Linked DNA regions of Mus musculus: region 2 is linked to region 1. The links are chromatin contacts, called in public promoter capture Hi-C maps. All regions are on one chromosome and are shown on one strand. The core of a region is the stretch at or near the end of the contact, and the rest is flanking DNA. Distances in the headings are between cores, read along the strand shown. Region 1 holds the start of Zfp13 (zinc finger protein 13). Region 2 holds the start of Flywch2 (FLYWCH family member 2).

Region 1 (4,658 bases), core at 1,262-3,761:
AATATTTTTCTGCGGAGCCATCTCACCAACCCAAATGTTCTGGTTTTTTAAAAATTCAAATTTGTCTGGGTGGCAATGGTGGTGTATGCCTTTAATCCCAGCACAAAGGTAGGTGGATCTCTGAGTTTGAGGCCAGCCTGGTCTATAAAGCAAGTTCTAGGACAGCCAGGGCTGGGCCCCCCACCCCCCTTATACACACACACACACACACACACACTTCAAGGGAACTCCAATCATTTTTTAATGGTGCGGTTAACTATTACTTTACTCATTTTATAAATCACTAGAATGTGAGTCTAGGGCCTGGCACATATGAGAGAAATGCTCTATCATTAATCTGCTCCACAGCCTTTTTGTTTTTTAGACAGGTCTCATAGTTGCCCAGGCAGGCCTTGAACTTGTGACTCTTATGACTCAGTCTTCTGACTAATCAGAATCCCAACCCTGTGACACCCACTGTAGCAAATTTAAAAGAAATTAAGCCCAGTGAGCCCACATCACATGCTTGTGAATGAAAGACTCACAACGTGAGGACTCCCCCACGTTCTGACTCAGGAGAGGCGACACCCCAAAATCACCAACGAGAAATGGTCTTGCTGCAAATTGCAAGAGGATTTTTATTCAAGAGCGCTCTTGAATAAAAGAGGTAGAGGTAGAGGACCGTGGCGCCCCGAGTAGCTGGGTAAGGGGGTATTTAAAGGAAAAAACCACAACTCAAGGAGGTGGGAAGGGCGTTGTTGGAAAATACCAAAAATACCAGTTAAGAGTCACAAGGAAGTACAAAGTCACAAGTGTCAGGTTATCTCTCAAGACAGTTTCTAAGAGCCCCTAACAATCTAAGAGCCCCTAGCAATAGCACCTTTGCATAGTGGGTTCCAGTAGTGGTCAGGGTGGGTCAGGGTGACTTTCTTTGAATGAATACTCTTTGAACCCAGGAAGCGGGTGGGTGGAGGAAGGAATCTGTTTTATGATTAGCATACCTTGGAGCATTGAGTTTACTACTCTTTCATGAACTTGTGCAGGGAACTAGGGTTGCTCCTTTTTGTTGTTAAATTTTAAAGACAATTTCTTGCCACGTAGCCCTAGTTTCTGTGAATTATGTAGCCCTCTCTGCCTGGCTTCACTTTTTGTACTCCTCTGCCTCAGCCTCCTGATCACTTCTGAGATTATAGGATCAAACCACTGTTCAGCCACTAGTATTTGCCTTTTGGAATGAAAGATCCAGTCTCAAAAGACTCGATGAGTGATGAGCTGTAGCCAGCAGGCACAGGATGAATTCCTGCAGACCATTCCGCCCCAGGAAGTGTTCTCAGGCTAAGACTCCACCCCTCTCCTAACACTGCTATGACCTGTTCTGGATGGAATGAGAAGCACAGTCACTTTCTTCCCCCTTAGAGCCTTAGTTCCCCAGGTCTGAAGGTAGCATCAGGATCTTGGACAACTGAATCAGCCCCTATTTAAAAGTTATTATATTTTGTTGTATATATGTCTGTGTGGCATGTGGGTGCAAGACACTTGGAATTCAGAAGAGGGTGTCAGATCTGCTAGGAATACCACCACGTGGGTGCTAGAGATTGAACATAAGTCTTCTGGAAGAGCAGCCAATGCTCTAAACCTCTGAGCCATCACTCCACCCCTCCACCCCACTCTCTGTCTTTTAAAAACCATAGTATCTTCAGATCTCTGAGAGTTAGAGGACAGCATGGTCTATATAGTGAGTTCCAGGGAAGCTAGGGCTACATAGCGGAGACAACAAATCCATGATATCTTATCTAGTTCTTCAGAGTTCTGTACAATGTAGTTGAACTATACTCATCCCCCATACCTCCCCCTCTCTCAAATTCACCCTGGGTCAGTCTCCATACGCCTCTATTATCGAGCCTAAATGATTCTTTTAAAATCCAATTCCTCTCCCATCTTGTAGACAGGTAGGCATCAGGGTGGGCTACAGAGAGTCTCATCCTGTTTCCTAAGTGCACTCAGGGATGGAGCACTCTGCCAGTTTGGGAGGGTCCAAAGTGCTCCAGAGGAGTAAAAGACCTTCTGATGTGTGGGTGTGGTGTGCGAGAGAGAATGGCTCTGCTCCTTCCATTCAGCGCAATAATGCTGCTCCGTTATGATGACTACAGTGCTGTCTTTGAGTCACAAAACACCAGAAATTATGTTTTGTTTTTGAGACAGTTTCTCTGTGCTGTCTTGGAACTCGCCCTGTAGCCGAGGCTGGCCTCGAACTCAAGGATTCAAGGATCTGCCTACCTCTGCCACTCGAGTGCTGGGATTAAAGGCATGTGCCACAAGGCTCAGAGCATCTTCCGTTTTTTCTGTTTCGTGTTTATAGATACCGTTGGGTATAGTAAGCGTTGAGAGCCAGCACTGACACTTTCTCCCAAGCCAAAAGCAGGTGCAGCAGAGGCAAGGGACCCCAGGACCGGAACCCTCAAATCTGGGAACTCTGTAAAGCTACAGCTGAGTTGGGGAATGGGATCTGGAAGGAACTTCCTGTTGTCCCTAATCCCAGCCTCCACCGGGCTTCTCCATCCGTTCTGTTCTGGCTGCAGACACTGGTTTCACTCTAGGGAGGGGGTCTCCATTCCCACCTTCACCCCCGGGTCTCCTTTGTTTCCTCCTTGTGTGAAGGGGATGCTAGGGAAGGCACATGGAAATCGGCTCGTGCAGTCAGCTTGCAGAAGGGGGCAGGGTCAAAGGTGGAATGCTGGCAAGCGATAATGAAGGGGCTGGACCCAGGATTGGGAAGATGAGGACACGTACCACCCAGACCACGACCACGATGATCGTTCCCAGGTGGGAAGCTGCAGCTTTGAGAGAACGGCTGACGGTGGCAGCTAATTTGTGGGTTTCAGGCGAAGCTCTGTGTCCGGCTGGGGCACACAGCAGGCATCAACGCACTGGCGCCTCCTTGGCAGGCTCTCCGCAGAAGTTTCTGCACCTCATTGACAAGAAGCCCTGATTCAGCCCTCACTTGCCATCACCTGGCTTCACTGAGATTTAGGGCTCTTGCTTCAGTGACAAAGGGGACAATACCATTCCTTTCCGAGAAACCAGAAAATATCATTCACCGCGGGGCACCGTAGGGGCTGGCAGACTTCGTATGCACTGTGGTCAGGCATGGGGAGTGCTGGACACTTTGGAAGTGTTCCTACGGTAGTGATTACTTTCCTCTTTTCCAGGTTCTTGGCTAAAACCTGGACGGGGCTCGACTAGCAAGGGAAAGAACCATTTGCTGTTTTTCCTGGCTCTGAAGTGGAAGATGTCTGCAGACAGTCAAAGCATCGCGGCTACTGAGAACGAGGAGAAATCCCATGAGGTATCCTGGGATCCTAGCTAGGGAGGGATGCCTTGAACTGTAGGAGAGGGTGTTTTCAAAACCTGTGTCTGGACAAAAGGAAGCATGAGAGTCACTGTGGGAGAAGAGGTGTAATCATGGAAAATAGCTTCCAACTGGTCTTTTCAGTGTAACTGGTTTTGTTCTGTCCAGTAAGGGGCATAGTGCCCACAGAACACAGGAAAGTCCTCTACTGCCCACTTTCTTTCTCTTGGGTTGCACCTCCTCATAGCTTACCTCTCTGTGTCCAAGTTCTAGTTCTGCCTGTTACTAGGTGTGTGCGTGCGTGTGTGTGTGTGTGTGTGTGTGTGTGTGTGTGTGTGTAATCGCCATCTTTGTGGGTCCAGGCTTGGACTCCCGGTCTTGGAGCTAGAGGATTCTGACTCAGCCTCAGGCCTGGTGTGTTACCTTGGGCAGCCCTGCTCTGTGGGAACTACTTGTGCTGTGTGTAAAGTTGACTCACTCCCACTTGTCTTACTAGGTCACTGGTAGGCTCGAAGGAGATAATGAGTGTGTGAGTCGTCTGTAAGCAGTTTGTGAGCCTGTAACTGATGACTCCTGTGGTCCATGAAGCGAGAACACCCAGAACTACCAGACCAAGTCAGCGGGACTGGGATCCTCCCACCTAGTTCTGTTGGTGTTATAACTATTAATAAATATACACTGGTACAAGTACTGCTGCTTTTATGGTGTAGACACTTAAAGAATTGTTACCAGTATCCAGTGTCCCTTCCTCTGATACCCAGTGAGCCTTGTGTATCTGCATTCTCTGCTGATGTCATACCCTGTCAGCTGCACACTGGTGGAGCAACAGTTGTAATTGCTTGCATTGCTCTTTGTTTATCTAGAACTTTCTGGAGTAGACAACTGTCTCTCATTCAACCTTCTAACTGTTTTATGCAGGCGATAGAGCAGCTGAGTCCAGACCAGCAGTCAGTCCCAGGCAGGGAGGGGAAGGCCAACTGGCTCCATCATGGTTTCTAGGTGGGAACTCATCAGGCGTTCACCCCCCAGTGTAAGGGAGGCTTTAGAGCTTGGTGGTTCAGGCCCTTCTTGTATCTTCCAGCCTGGGTGTGTTGGCTTCTTGTGACTGCCTGGGAAGTTCCCATTAACGGAGAGGCTTAGGCACCTGGGTTTAGTCTCTCATAGCTGTACAAGGCCTGCTCCCTTGGATGGCTTTCAGGAAGGGAGACTTTTCATGGCTCTGGCTATTCCTAGAGCCAAGTATGTGTGTGGCTCCATCTTGTTCTCTGTGCCTCCTCCTCCTTCTTTCCTCTTTTTTACTTATTTTTATTTATATGTATGTATGGTGTGT
Region 2 (4,658 bases), core at 1,344-3,843, 200 kb before region 1:
GCCAGTCTGGTCTACAAAGTGAGTTCCAGGACAGCCAGGGCTATACAGAGAAACCCTGTCTCAAAAAAACCAAAAAAAAAAAAAAAAAAAAAAGTCTTTAAACTCGCTGAGCAGTGTTGGCGAATGCCTTTAATCCCAGCTCTCAGGAGGCAGAGGCAGGTGGATTTCTGAGTTCGAGGACAGCCAGAGCTATACAGAGAAACCCTGTCGCGAATCCCCCTCCCCCTAAGTCTAAACTCTCAAAGCCTGCCCCAATATTGGAAAAAGTATTTCATACTTTCTAACTCTTCCCCAAACCAAACAGCACCGGCAACCGGGAACCAAGTGTTCAAATGCAGGAGCTTGTGGAGAACATTCTTGTTTTGTTTTGTTTTGTTTTGTTTTGTTTTGTTTTGTTTTGTTTTGTTTTGTTTTGTTTTTCGAAACAGAGTTTCTCTGTGTAGCCCTGGCTGTCCTGGAACTCACTTTGTAGACCAGGCTGGCCTTGAACTCGGAAATCTGCCTGCCTCTGCCTCCTAAGTGCTGGGATTAAAGGCATGCGCCAACATGCCCGGCATGGAGGGCATTTCTTACTGAACCCACTACAATATATGATAAGCCCAGGTTTATTTTCCAAGTAAACATTTTGGGAAAATCCCCTATTTGTTATCTTAGACCTATACATAAGTGGGCAAACATATGATCAAAATCAGTTGCATTATGGGCAAGGACATGCGCAGTGAGCAAAAGCTACCACCAATCAAAATAGAGGAGCACTCAAAGTAAGAGTTCTGGTAACTACCGAAGCCCATAAGAGAAAGCTCGGCTAACAAGGGCCTGCAGTCAGAGTTTACAGTGCATCTGACCCATCCTTTGCTTTGAATAAGATTTCCTCCATACTTTTATGAATCTGTGTCTGTATGTCAATTCTCTGAAAAAGAACCAAAAACCTGGAAACATCTGACCAGACCCTAGCCAGTGGTAAGAACCGGGATGCTGAGGCAGGAGGGCTGTTATGAGTTCAAGAGCTACATAGTGGGATACTATTGAAAAAATAAATAAAATGTACCTAAGTATATTTTCCTCTAATAGCTTCCTAAGTAGTCAAAACTGGCTTTGAACTCTTAGTCCTGGTATCTCTGGAAGTACAGTCATGTGCCACTATGTGTGTTTAAGTTAAATAATTTTTTAAAAATACAAGATCTTTATTGGTTCCATGTTTTGAAAATAGCCTCCACAATATTTATTTAGTATTTATTTATATTTGTGTTTGGATGTTTTGCTTGGATGGACAGAGACCAGAAGAGGGCGTCTAATCCCCTGGAACTGGAGTTATGCTCCAGGAGATCTGCATCATTGCGAGCGGCCATATAGGTGCAGGAAGAACAGCCAGTGCTCTCAACCAATGATCCATCTCTCCACGTGTGGTCATGGGTTTGTGTGTGGAGATCAGAAGACAACTTTGTGAAGTGATTTCTCTCCTTCTACCTTTATGTGGGTCCTAGGGATTAAATTTGGGTAGGCCTGGCTTGGTAGCAAGTGCTGTAAACTAAGGCTTCTGGTTGAACCAGCTATCTAAAGGGGAGCCACCTCATTGGACCCCTTGTTTTGTTCTTTTGAGACAGAGGCTTAACATCAGTGATTTATACGTGAAGATTATATATAATATACAATTATATTATACCATATATAATAATATATCTTATTAGAACATAATAATTTTAGAAACAACCAAGACTATGATTGATTGCAAATGACGTAATTCATGAAGACCTTTGCGTTACTAGAGAATGCCCAGGAAATGACGTTGACTCGAGAGAAAGGATGGGGCCATGGAGGAAAAGGAGCCAGGAAGAAGGGTGGGACCCAAGGACCTGCGGAGCCAGGGCCATGTGGGAGTAAAGGGGGAGAGCCTTTCTGCAGATGGGTGAGGGCCAGCAATCCCAGAATGATAGGATGCACGAGCACGCAAAATACAGAAAGCAGCGCCCTGAGCCATTCCGGTTTCCATCTCCACAGTAGAAGGTTGCGGGGATAAAGTCACTGAATTGTGCCAGGGCTATTTCAGCAGTCAGTGACTACAACAATGGGCGACGGCTGAACAAATGATAAATACTGGACCAATGGGCGAGGGCTGGGCTAATGACAAAGGATGCTGCGCAGTTAGGAATGTTAGCTTCAATGAAGAACACATTTCCCTTCCCTCGGAGGGACAGACAAAAACCTTTAAATAAGCATTCCAGTTTATGCTTTATTTAGTATTTATTTATATTTGTGTTTGGATGTTTTGCTTGGATGGACAGAGACCAGAAGAGGGCGTCTAATCCCCTGGAACTGGAGTTATGCTCCAGGAGGGAGTCAGAGTCAAATACGGGGGAAGTAAGTGGAAAGACGTCAGTAGACCATACCGGGGATCCTAAACCCAGGTAGCCCAATTCCTACTGGCTCCGCCCCCTTCCCGGGTAATGGACCCGCCCCTCACGCCTATTCATCGAGCGTTCAACTTGTCGCTGCGAAGGTAATATCCGGATAGACGGAATTCGACAAAGGAATGGGGGCCCCCTCATCCTGCGCATGCTCGCCCCGTGACCCTAGCTTGAGGTGACGGCGGGAGCCAAGGCGGGGGCCCAAAGCACTGAGGCTGAGGGACCCGCCACGGCTCCGTCGTCCGAGAGGCAGGGCCTGCTGCCGTCGGTGAGGACGGGCCCCCAGCGGGCGGGAGGGTCCTGGCTCCAGAAGCGACTCCTAGCCTAGAGGTCTGGGGATGCGGGACCGGTGTTCGGAAGGGTCCCTGGCTCTGGCCCCCCACCCCCAGATTCTGGCCGCTTTCTTGTCGGCCATCCGCGAGGCTCTTCCTTTCTCCATGCTTCCCTTTCATAAACCCACACTACCCCTGGACACCCCCAATCTGGGACACACAACCCCCAACGCGTCCCTACCCCAGCCCACTCTACCTGGTACATGTCCATCCTTCTGCAGTTTTGTTGCGTATGACCTGGGGGTGGGGGTGGGGTCCTTGTCCCAGTGGCAGAATTTGAGGGCTGGGACCCAGCTAGGGAGATGCTCAGGGGACTGAAACATTGGTTCGAGGGAAGCAGGGAGCTGGGGCAAGGGTGGTGGAAGATACCATTCTGAGTCATGGTGACTGGGGAAGGGAGGTACTCTTATGTGGGACCTCCACATTGGGGGACCTTTGCTGTGTTCTGCATATAATACAGTTCTTGACCTTTTGGGAGGGTGACTGCCATTTTCTTATGTCTCCCTGTGGGATGCCTCCCGCATACCCCAGTGTCATACCGTTCCTTGGAAAGTCCAATTACAGTTCTCCAGGACTGTGCAGGACAGTGACTATGGCAGCAGCAGGTGTTAGTAACGTGAGTTCAAAGACCTTACCCTTCTTCATCTGATGCTAGCATCTCCTATTACACAGATCAAACCAGCCCAAAAAGGGTAAGGGCATGTTTCATTCTCATCTTTGTGAAGGTAATTCTGTCCATCACCCCAAGATAACAACTGAAGTTCCAAGCCTGCAGAGCTTCCTCAGTAAGAGTTTGGACTTTTAACTGTTCTATGGCCATCAAAACAACAATCACCACCCATCTAGTGACACATTATTAAAATGACACATTATTGTCGTATATTTTAGAGGCTAGAAGTCAGATGTGGGTGTTATACAGCAGGCTGAATACAGCAGGGCTGTATTCATTCCTGAGGCTTTAGGAGAAAAACATTTTTTGTTTGTTTGTTTGTTTGTTTTTTTGAGACAGGGTTTCTCTGTGTAGCCCTGGCTGTCCTGGAATTCACTCTGTAGACCAGGCTGGCCTCAAACTCAGAAATCTACCTGCCTCTGCCTCCCAAGTGCTGGGATTAAAGGCATGCACCACCACTGCCCGGACAAGGAGAGAAACATTTAATTTGCCTCTTGCAGCTTCTAGAAACCTACCTCATTTGGCTGGCATGCCCTTGCTCGGTCTTCAAAGCCCCTCCTCAAATAATTAACCCTGCCTCTAACCTTATCTTTCCTGTTCTTTACATCCCATTTCCACATTTTTTCTTTTTCCTTTCCTTTTTTTTGGGGGTGTGGGGGGTTTGAGACAGGGTTTCTCTGTGTAGCCCTGGCTATCTTGGAACTCACTTTGTAGACCAGGCTGGCCTCAAACTCAGAAATCTGCCTGCCTCTGCCTCCCGAGTGCTGGGATTAAAGGCGTGCGCCACCACCCCCGGCTTTTTTTTTTTTTTTTAATAAATTGTTTTGTGTGTCTGTGTGCCACATGTATGTGGTACCTGTGAAGGTCAGACAGGGCATTGTGTCCTCTGAGGTGGACAGGTGGTTGTGTGAGCTACCTAATGTGGGTGCTGGAAACCGAACTCATGTTTTCTGGAAGAGAGGGAAGCAGCTGAACACTGAGCTATCTATCCAGCCCTGTTTCTTTTGTTTGATTTTTTTTTTTTTTTGAATGAGTGTGTGCATGTGCCCTGTGGCAATCAGAAGACCACTTGTGGGAATTGGCTCTTTCCTACGATACGGATCCTGGAATTAGCTCTTTCCTACGATACGGATCCTGGAATTAGCTCTTTCCTACGATACGGATCCTGGGATTGAACTCAGGTCTTGAGGCTTGGTAGAAAGCATCATTACCTGCTAGGCCATTTCCATAACCCTTGTTTTAGAGTTAGAG

What was found. Capture Hi-C pulls out chosen DNA fragments and counts their contacts.
Region 2: a promoter capture Hi-C map of adipose tissue shows a contact between it and region 1. The contact joins the promoter of Flywch2 here to the promoter of Zfp13 in region 1. A contact is called at or near these places in 1 of 39 promoter capture datasets (embryonic stem cells), 2 of 484 Hi-C or Micro-C datasets (forebrain and nephron progenitors), 2 of 115 datasets of contacts at active chromatin or transcription factors (embryonic stem cells and pancreatic cancer cells) and 3 of 9 other capture datasets (adipose tissue, liver and pancreatic islet).

The regions. Positions count from the first base shown.
Region 1 is chr17:23,584,105-23,588,762 of GRCm38.p6, reverse strand. It overlaps Zfp13 (zinc finger protein 13), which reads left to right and starts at 2,511. Exons shown (of 6, transcript NM_001356268.1): 1 at 2,511-2,802; 2 at 3,189-3,325. The coding sequence starts at 3,269.
Region 2 is chr17:23,784,016-23,788,673 of GRCm38.p6, reverse strand. Flywch2 (FLYWCH family member 2) reads left to right here and starts at 2,593. Exons shown (of 3, transcript NM_029798.4): 1 at 2,593-2,673.